Linked DNA regions of Hordeum vulgare: region 1 is linked to region 2. Evidence: chromatin contacts called from public Hi-C data. All regions are on one chromosome and are shown on one strand. The core of a region is the stretch at or near the end of the contact, and the rest is flanking DNA. Distances in the headings are between cores, read along the strand shown. Region 1 holds the start of LOC123427194. Region 2 holds the start of LOC123427191 (probable leucine-rich repeat receptor-like protein kinase At5g63930).

Evidence for each region. A called contact is a pair of places that touch in the nucleus more often than the background predicts.
Region 1: a contact with region 2 is called in a Hi-C map of seedling, with 4 times the contacts expected there. The contact joins the promoter of LOC123427194 here to the promoter of LOC123427191 in region 2. A contact is called at or near these places in 2 of 6 Hi-C or Micro-C datasets (leaf and seedling) and 1 of 1 datasets of contacts at active chromatin or transcription factors (embryo).

The regions. Positions count from the first base shown.
Region 1 is chr2H:552,238,788-552,243,871 of MorexV3_pseudomolecules_assembly, forward strand. LOC123427194 reads right to left here and starts at 2,609. Exons shown (of 6, transcript XM_045111178.1): 1 at 2,434-2,609; 2 at 769-904; 3 at 164-240; 4 at 1-39. The coding sequence starts at 877.
Region 2 is chr2H:551,811,215-551,816,260 of MorexV3_pseudomolecules_assembly, forward strand. LOC123427191 (probable leucine-rich repeat receptor-like protein kinase At5g63930) reads right to left here and starts at 1,447. Exons shown (of 5, transcript XM_045111173.1): 1 at 1,291-1,447; 2 at 1-995. The coding sequence starts at 900.

The DNA of each region.
Region 1 (5,084 bases), core at 1,359-3,858, 430 kb after region 2:
ATCTGATTTGCTGCTTAAAGAACTCCTAGTACTGGCCTCCTGCAGGGAAATTTGTATTAGAACAAAGAAGACAGAGAGTTCTCGTTTGCCATAAAAAAAAACTCTTGCTGCCACATGTTAGGCAGAGCACCTATGACAAACTGAAACATGTCATGACACTCACCAGTTTATCCTCTATACAAACTTTATCAGGATCAACGGTTCTTTTGATATCTGTCCGGCCTCTACGAACAGGAGAATCTGAAAGGTCAAGCTAAACAAATAAATAGTTTGACAATGACACAAAAACAACCTACATGCCAGACAAAACAAGCTAACACAAAAAGAACACAGCCAACTTCAATATTTGGACCAGCGTGTTGCAAAGAAAACGGAACAGTACTCTTTGCTATTTGAAATCTATGGAGCGAAAAACATCCAAAGGAAAAGACAAGCAAAACATGTCATCATCCGAAGGCCAAATGTCTACATTATGCAAAGCAATCATTTTCCATACAATGCCAATGCCATCTAGCGCCCACACAAGAGGGGAGATTGGCCATATTTGTGCCAGCAAATGTCCAAAATATTAGAACCTAAGGCAGAAATTTCCAAAGTACTACACCCCACCCACCACCAAGCAGTAACATATATATTGTAGAGAAGCAGCATTTATCTCAAGTAAAATGAAGCAGCTGACAACTGAATACACATTACCAAAACAAAAAACGTTGCAGAGCAACAACATTGCAAATATATATAAAGATAAAGTGAGAGCAATTTACGTACCTTCTCTGTGAGTTCTGTCAGCGAGCGCCTTCGTGCTGGCCATCCCCGTACTCAGGTCGAACAAGTTGATCATTGTCTTCTTCTCACTAGAACCACTACCTCCAAGCATCACAACATCAGCAAAGATATGGGATTCCTGAAAAAACAGCGTCACGGCCAAGAAGTTAAGCGAAACGACGCAGAGGACATGAGACATCACCAGCCGCATGATTGTACCTGAGACCCGCAAGGCCAGCCAATCAAGCTAACTAAATAACAAGAGCGTTATAAGCCGCCGCCGGTACAAACAGCTAGCAGAGCAGCAATAACGGAGAGTGGAGCGTCTTGGGAGGCTCTTAAGTAGCATTTGAAGCCTTAAAATTTGAACCTACGGGACATAAAGGAGGAGGCCTGGCGGCAGTACTGTAGCGCGATGCCGTCCTCACAGGAATACTTGGACACACACACATGGCTAAGGCTGGGTTTTTCGCAGGCGTTGGTAGGCCAGATGGGCGCTGCAAGAGCACAGTCCATGGCCCTGTTCTTGTTAAAAACCGAGGGAAGATGGCAAAATGGCGCGTCGAACGAAACGATAAACCACTGTGCCTGGTGACAGGAGGGGGCAAGATGGAAAAGTAGAAATGTAGCGGCAGCGAACAGGGGGGTAACATGATGCAGAGTGCATTGGATCGGGTTTAGCAACTCATGGGTGGCGAGTGAGGCCATGATTACCGTCCCAAGGAATCTCTGCAGCGGGAGAGGCTTTTTAAGGCTGCGCTTTTGCCGTCGTCAGATAGATTATTTCGCAGGCACGGGAATCACAGCTCACATGAGAGAGAGGGGGTGGAAACTGGAAAGGAGATCGGCTTTGGTTGCACACTTCCTGGGATGATTATGAGGAGTTACAAACTCGAGCTGTTGTTTGAGGTTAAAATGGTTCTGATGCAAACTGTGGTGGATGAACGAGACGTAACGAAGGTGATGTAGAAAACTGAGGACCGGACGAACGAACCGTGAAGGCACAAAGCAAAAGAAAAAGGGCGAGCTGTCCGAGGAGCTTTCTGCACTCTGCAGTCTTCTCCACAGGGGAGGAGGAGGAGAAACACCAAGAACTCGGAGCTTTCCACGCGGAATGCAGCTGAGTTCCCCGGTTTAATCCGGGAATCGAGAGGAGCCAGCGGCAGCAGCTCCGGTGGCCGGGTACGCAGGGCAGGGAATCTGGCAGAGACAGGCGCGCGTCGGAGCAATAAATTCTCGGGCGCGGGAGCGGAAAGGGACGGGAGGAACTGGGGGAAAAAGCGGGCGCCTTTACGCCAGCATCGATGGCCAATCTCTGGTCCCGGGGATCATAAATCGAGCCCGGATCTCCACATTCTCCCCCTCCTGCGCACGCCCGGGCCCGAAATTCCCTGACGAAACCTAATAAACCCGCAATCAAACTCCTCGCCTGAGAAGAAACACAACGGCCTGAATCGAATGCCGCCGCGCATCCGGCGCCCCATGGCCGGATTCCGCCGCGGAGGAAGATGAACCCAAAACCAGATAAGGAAGAAGAAAACAATGCGCTACCAACAGGAAGGCGAGAAATCCTCGGCGACAAAAAAAGGGGATAGAATCCCACTCATGTCACGCGTTCCGGGGAAGGAGACGGGGGAGGAGGGAGGGCAGGGATCGGGGAGGGCGCACCTACGGGGGAGCGGCGGCGAGCATTGGCCGGCGGCGGGGGGCGGAGCAGCGAGCTAGTACCACTGCGCAAGCAGTCGCAGTGTGCAGTGGGAGCGGCGAATGGGACGGGACGGGAGGGAGGTTGGCGGAATGGACCGGAATTTACCCAGCTCCCTTCTGTTCTGCCCCGTGAACTGTTGCTTTGTTGTGTTCTTGGCTCCTCTCCCTTTCGCGTCGGATGCCCGCCCGCCGCTCGTGTCGTGCGTGGGAGGGGTGGCCGGGTTGCGTGCGTGCGTGCGTGTGCGTCGCGTGGAGTGGAGAAAAGGCGGTGATGATGAGCGAGGGACGCGGATCGTGGAGTAACTGCGAGTGAGTGACGAGGAACATACTCCTGCGGTACGGAGCGTGGCATGGATTTCGGGACGCTACAACGTCTACGTGATCCAAATGTGTCGTACGCACAAATTTATGGTTTCTTGTATCTTCGGCCACCATGGTGGTACGTTGCAATCGGCGTGCCGTATATGTAGTACGAGTGCATTTATTCGCCGTGGCTGCTGTACCTGCTTTTCTGTTTGTAGAAGGTGTTGCTTCAACCTTTTGAATTAAAGGGTGTCTCCAGCGGGCACCGTGAAATTGATTTTAGGGGATATCCATATGATTTAGAAGAGCTCCACAGGAGAGTTGATTTTTTTTGCGGGGTAATGAAGAGTTTTACTCGTACGAAGAGGCGTCGGCACTATTAAAAAAATAAAACTAGCAGCTAGCTTCTCAATATCTAAGAGTAAAGGCGCTATAACAGAACGTAAAGTCCGGTGCGATTTTCAGAGGTTCACCACCTCCAAGCTATCTGTCTCAATTTGCACCCACGCAAATCCACGAAGCAGTGCCACCACCACGCCTTCACGCACAGCAGATGCCTCCGCAACAAGAGGGTCCGTAATACCTGGGCATGGCTTGCACCAAGCTGAGACAAACGACGAGGATGACCGAGCCACACCACCGATACCTGATTTGTGCTCCATCATGGAGATCCCAGCATCAGTGTTGATTTTGATCACGTCTCCGTCTGGTGGTCGCCACCCCTGACCTGGTAGTATGCTCGCATACTTGGTTGGAAGCTCTAGCACCGCAAGAGCTTCTCTAACCATCTTCACTGACTGAATCGGGTCCATACTTGCCTTGTCACGAGAATGTTGTTCCGAGATGTTCAGATAGCCCACGTCATCGTGATGATCTTAGCTTGATCTGAAGCATCAAAGCGAGGGTTACAGAGAATATCCCTAGACCAAGTCAATCCATGCAATTCTGGCAGCTTGATATCCAACCACTCGCGTGCTTCTCTCGAGAAGCACTTTGCATGGGTGCATTGTATCAATGCATGATACATATCTTCATCTGCTGTCACGCAAACTTTGCATCTGGCTAGAGTCGCGATGTGCCTGTACTTGAGGGTGCTCTCAACCGGAAGTATCCCTCATAGCACACGTCACCAGAACACGCAAACTTTTGGCACCACATTCAGCTTCCAAAGCCTTGTCCACAACTGCTTGTTCGTCTCTGGATGTTCTGTAACCAACCCTTCTTCTAGAGCAAGATGCTCGTTGCGAATCATGAGAGCTTGGTACGCTAATTTTACAGTGTAGATGCCTGTTTTCTCCGCTGACATGCCCAACTGTCATCTCCTCCCATCCACCTCAAAGGGATATTAAGAATAGCTTCTACCTCAGGAGAAATGAAATTGTTCCTCACAACATCGATCTTTCACGTCCTAGAATCAGCATCAATCAACTCTAAAACTGTGGTCATGCTTGCCGCGCCAATTTGCACCAACGGTTTCATGGAGATAAGCCCCGGGATCCACAGGTCCCTCCAGATCGAGACTGTCGTACCATCACCAATCCTCTTAATCATATCGGCCTCCAGTGCCTCTCTGCCTGCCAGCATAGCCCGCTAGGTAGCAGATGCATGCGGGTGCACCATAGCGCACTGGAAATCAGTGTCCGGGAAGTACTTCCCTTTGAGCACTCGTGCACAGAGCAACTCCGGGCTCGTGACAAGTCTTCATCCATGCTTTCCGAGGAGGGCCAGGTTGAAGAGCTGCAAGTCTCTGAAACGCATCCCTCCCTTTACTTTCAGGGTTGCAAGTGTATACCAGTCCATCCAATGCAAGGATCATCCATCAAGGGAACTGCTCCACCAGTATCTCGCCATGCATTAGGTGATTCCCTTGCAAACTTTTTTAGTTAATTTGAAATAGCTCATAGAGAATGCTGGGATCGCTTGAGCCACTTACTTCAAACGCACCTCTCTTCCTACACATGAAATCATGTGCTCCGTGCCTCCCTGCAACTTACTTCAGATTCTCTCTATGAGATGATCGAAAGTGCCACTTGTAATCCGCCCCGTTGCAGTAGGTAAATCGAGGTATCTCTCATTGAAAGCCTCGACATAAATGCCAAGGGAAGCTTTCAACCTTTGTCTAACTGGATCGATTGTGTTTGGACTGGAGAATATGGAGCTCTTTTCTCGATTCACACACTGTCTAGAGCAGTCCTCATAGATCCTTAGAACAAGATTCAACCTTTGGGCACTTTCCTCCTTTGCATTCATGAAGATGAGACTGTCGTTTGAAAAGAGAAGATGATTGACCCAAGGTGAATTATTGCTTA
Region 2 (5,046 bases), core at 197-2,696:
GTAAAGATATAGCTTCTCAAGATAAGTAATGTTCCCAATTGTTGCAGGTATAGGACCAACCAGATCATTATCATAAAGGGCAACTGTCCTGAGATTTGTGCAATTTCCGATCTCTGAAGGAATGGGGCCAGAAAGCTGATTTCCCCACAGGATTAGGTCTGTCATAAGACCCAGTCTCCCAATCTCTTTTGGCAAAGGCCCTTCTAACTTGTTCTGTGCAAGACCAAACACGGTCAGGTTACGGCATTCACCTATCTCGGCAGGAATGCTGCCAGATATAAGATTCTGTCCAAGCCGAATGGTCTTCAGGTTCTTGAGCTTGCCGATGGAATGTGGTATAGAACCGGAGAGGTTGTTACTGTACCCCACCAAGTCTTGAAGTGATGACATGTTACCAATCTCATCAGGTATTGGACCATGGAGCCTGTTATTGCACAGATTGCATCCGGTCAGCATGACCAGTTTCCCGAGCTCAGGGGGGATTGTACCGTCAAAATTGTTGTTATTCAAGTTGAGCAACACCAGTTTTGAGCAATTCCCAATATCCGGAGGGATGGTTCCAGAGAACTCATTGAAGGACAGATCAAGGCTAGTGAGCTCAGTAAGACCGCCAATGCCGGGGCCGACGGTGCCCGACAGGTTCATGTTGCTGACGTTGAGAGACACCACTGCTAGCCTCGACGATGAGGACGAGGAGCAGTTGACACCCCTCCATGCGCACGGCGATGGATCCCTCGGGTTCCAGTTGTCAAGGTGGTTGTAAGTGTCAATCATCTGGCTCTTGAGACCCAGGAGAAGCCAGCCCTCATGGCTCAGCCCCTGGCAGCCAGAGGCCAGCAGAAAGACCAGCACCACGCCGAGTTGCAAACCCCAGGACGCCGATGCCGTCCCAGGGCCCATGCTATCTTCACTTTGCAAATCAACCAATGCTCAGAGCCGAACAAGGAGCAGAACAACTGCTATAGCCTTGTGCATCTCTGCGCCTTCCAGACCTCCTGAAACAGAATGCAAGGAGAGAATTTTTAGAACATGACGCAAATGAAATGCTTCTGTTCTGGAAAGATTCCAACAGCATAACTATCCGCAGGATGCTACGTAGTACTACTTCTATTTTGCATGGCCTTCGTTTTCAGAGGAATGGACAGCACGACGATCCAGAGCAGGAATGAAAGCTATAGTACTAGTACTAAGAATCAAATTCAGGAACTCCAAATCAAGAATCTAACACCGGGAAGAATCACTGAAAAGCGACAAGAATCGAATCACCCCTCGTATGAAAATAATGCTTACTCCTGATTCAGGCTAGGACCAATCAAGGAAACCGGAACAGGAGTAGCCGGCCACCAATCCCACCATGTATATTTGCAGACAAGGATGTTTGAAACACCCAATAAGAACCGAGGAGGGGCCGCGTCCCCCTGAAATCGCGGGAGGCCCCGGCCCATCGGAGGGAGGGACCCATGAACAGCACCGCCGCGCACCGCCACCGCCACCCCGTCCGAAACAGATCTAGGAGCGGGCCTTTCACTCCGCACAGAGCTAGCGAGCGAGCGAGCGAGCTGCGCGCAGTAACTAACGCCACCCCCACCCCCTACAACCGCAAGCCAGCAGCACATCGCGCGAGGGTACAGCACGGCGCACCAGGAGGGCGCATTAATGCGGACGCGCGCACGCCCGCAACAAGAGCAAAGTAAGAGGCTTTCCAACTCACCGCGTTTTCCGCCGCGCTTCCGCCACGCCGCAGTCCCGCCGCCGCTGGGCCGCGCTCTGGCGCCGGCTCACTGCCGCGCCGGGCAAAGAGTGGTGAATGGGCGATGAAGAGACGGACGCGCCGCAGCGGAGTAGGGAGAGAGGGAGATGAGGGGAGATGGCGAGATAGCTAGCTAGCTAGCTAGGGGGAGGAGGGGAGGTGATGGAGGTGGTGGACTGGTGGTGGTAGGGGGGGTGGGGAGAAGAAGTTGGCTCGGGCCGGACGGAGGGGAGGAAATGGCAGGCAAGCACGCTCGCGAAGCGTAGCAATCGCTCGCGGGCGGTCCCTCTCCCTCGATCTAGCCTGGCCCCCCTTTGCTTCCCTTCCCTTCCCTTCCCCTCTTTGCTTGCTTCCGCTCGAGCTTTGCTTTTCGTCCTAATCCGGCCGGCCCCACCCCGGCGCTTTTCTCCCTAACTCTAGTCTAGTGTAGTCTTTAATTTCTCTTGTTGCTTCTGGCCTTTAATTTGTGTGCTGCTGGGGTTTGGAGTTACGTACTCGGTGCTAGTGTGTGCGTGTGCGTGTGCGTGTGTGTGTACCGGTAGTGGTAGGGCAGGGTAGGGTAGGCAGGCCGTGTTGGCGGGCGGCACCGGCTGCACAGTGCCGAGGACGTATGTTTGGTTTGGGAGAACAGCCGTGATTATCTGTCGCTCCAGAAAAAGGAAATACCGGTGCTAATCATACTGGTCTCGGTCTGGTCTTGTCTGGTCGTGACAAAATAGCGCTAATCATACTGTACGTCTTCCATGCGTGTCTCTACGGGTTTGGATGGGAACTGATTGGTTTTCTTTGTCCTGTCATCAACTCATAATGGGCGATGGGTGGATGGCTCACGGGTGAGCTCAGCCGCTGCGTCTGCGTAGGAGTACGTGACTGCACGGGTTGCCGGCCCTGTACATGTCGAGACACGGAGAAAGGCAGATGCGCACGCTTGCCAGTTGCCACCACCACCAAAGCATCGCGTGTGCGTGTGATCGGTTGCCCCGAGTTCGTTCGTGGCCGTCGGTTTTCCCTCCGGGTCATGGGAAATTCGCACGGTTCGCCGTCTCTGGTCCGTTCCGGGCTGGAGTAGCAGCAGTCGTCGTGCTACCTGGCCTGGCCTTGGGGTGCGCGAGTGAGATCGAGCAAAAAGAAGGATGTGCTCCTTTACGTGCGTGCGAGTGCGTGCAATACCTATGCAGTTCTCTAGGTAGGGACGTGGAGGTGGAGGTGCACGGATGGACCGGGGTGCCTTCTAGTTTACTCACCCTGCTGTCAACTTTTCTTTTCTTTTCTTTTCTTTTCTTTACATGGATGGATGGATGGATCAGTGCGACGTCGAGGACTGACTGACTGATGTATGGCACGCACAAACCGCGGGAATCCTCCACCCGCGACAGATGCATGGGTCGGCGTTCCACGTGCACGGCCAACTGTGCCGCGCATGGACTCGAGGCACCGTTGGCACCCCAGAGGAGAAGCTTCTCTGCTCTGCAAAACGCATTGCCCGGGTTTTCCGGGGAAAGACGACCCGAGCAACGATGCCTTTGCACGCCGAAATTCAAACATGACACGTCCTTCACCTTAAGTTTATCTTTCGGATTTGATCCGGGTCTAACCCATTCTATATAGAATAAAAACGTAAGAATTGCAGTACTGGTCGTACTTGTACGCGAGTATTATACCTGCGCTAGGTCAACAAAAATCGCCTTCTCTCCCAGAAAAAAAATAGTGTATAGCAATACCATTCGCTGAAACCCGGCTCTGAAACATATCTACCCTTTGGAAGAATGGATCAAACCCTAGGATAACTAGAGCGCTCTGACTTCCCTTTATTCTGGGGAAGAAAGTCTCCGGGAAGACTAGAGCATCGGCCCCCGAACAATTGAATATGTCCATAGGTTTCATACACACGTTTGTGCATATATATTTTTTGGCCGGTGTTATGACTTTGTAATGTGAGAACTGACCAGTATTATAAAGAGCAGTGTATTTGAGTTGAAAGCTCACTACGGCCACTCGCCTTTAAAATATGCTTATTACCACTCGCCTTTAAAATATGTTTATTATGGTCATTATATACGGGTTAAGGTGACCGTTACTAGCTCGTCGTATAGCTCTATATTCAGTCGAGTTGATTGGTCAACCTAGTCAACATTGATCGGATGCCGTTGCTGTGCTCTCACTTCCCTCCCACTCCCAAATGGCCGCCGCCTGCTTCCTCTCCACGCCCTCCCCGCTCGCATGCCTCACGCACCTTGCACGCGTCGCCGGCCGACCCCCTCGCACTCCCTGCCTCGCCTCGGGAGGCCTCGCCCGTCCTCCCAGCATGCGGAGAAGAGGGCGGGCCGATGACGCCCAACGAAAGCGGATCTAGGGGAGGCATGGTGCGAGGTGGCTGGGGATGACGCTGGCCTAGGTCGGCGACATAACCGACGTCGGCGTCACCCACGTCTTGATGCCCCCGCCCCCGCACTTTATTTCCCCTCAGGGCTACATGTTAGGCCGACTGTACAACCTCAACACGTCTAGGCACGGCACGACGGCGGATCTGAGGTCCCTGGTCGCGGCGTCTACTGCGTCTTCGAGGACGGGAAGCGTGAGGACCGCCTCGATTGGTTCAGTGGCGAGGTCTGCGGCGGCGACACCAAATACTCGGACGACACTTGGCACCGCGACAGCGCCGATGACTTCGACATGGCGCCGACATCGACCGCCTGAGCCCGCGGGTGCCCACATCCGATGTTCGGGCGGCTAATATATCGGCAACGAGCAGCTCTGTTAAGTGTCAACCAACCTCAGGTCGGAGGTGCCACGGATGACATGGAAGTTGGGGACAATGTGGTCGAGCTTGTCTGAGAAGAACCCGGAGCCTGAGCCCTATAGCAACTCGAGCACGTCCAGCGTGTAGGCGTTCTGCCTACACAGAGAGCCCAAACACAGGCCCCAAGCTTCTTCGCGTCGGCATGCCGCTTCCGCAGGGTGGCGACGACGACGGCAGACGCGGCCTCGTTATCCCCGAGGATCAACGCTGCGGAGGCGCGCATGACGACCAGGGGCTCCGCGGGGCCTCGGCGACGGGGCCGGCCACCAGGTCGCACAGCGATCGAGGCGAGGCGGGGAGCGCGAGGTGTCGGTCGGCGGCCTCGCGCCCGCGGCGTGTGCGAGGTGTGATACGTCTCAAACGTATCTATAATCTTTGATGGTTTCATGCTATTATCTTGTCAACTTTGGATGTTTTATGTACCTTTTATATCTTTTTTGGGACTAACTTATTAATTCAGTGTCAAGTGTCAGTTCCTGTTTTTTCTGTGTTTTTG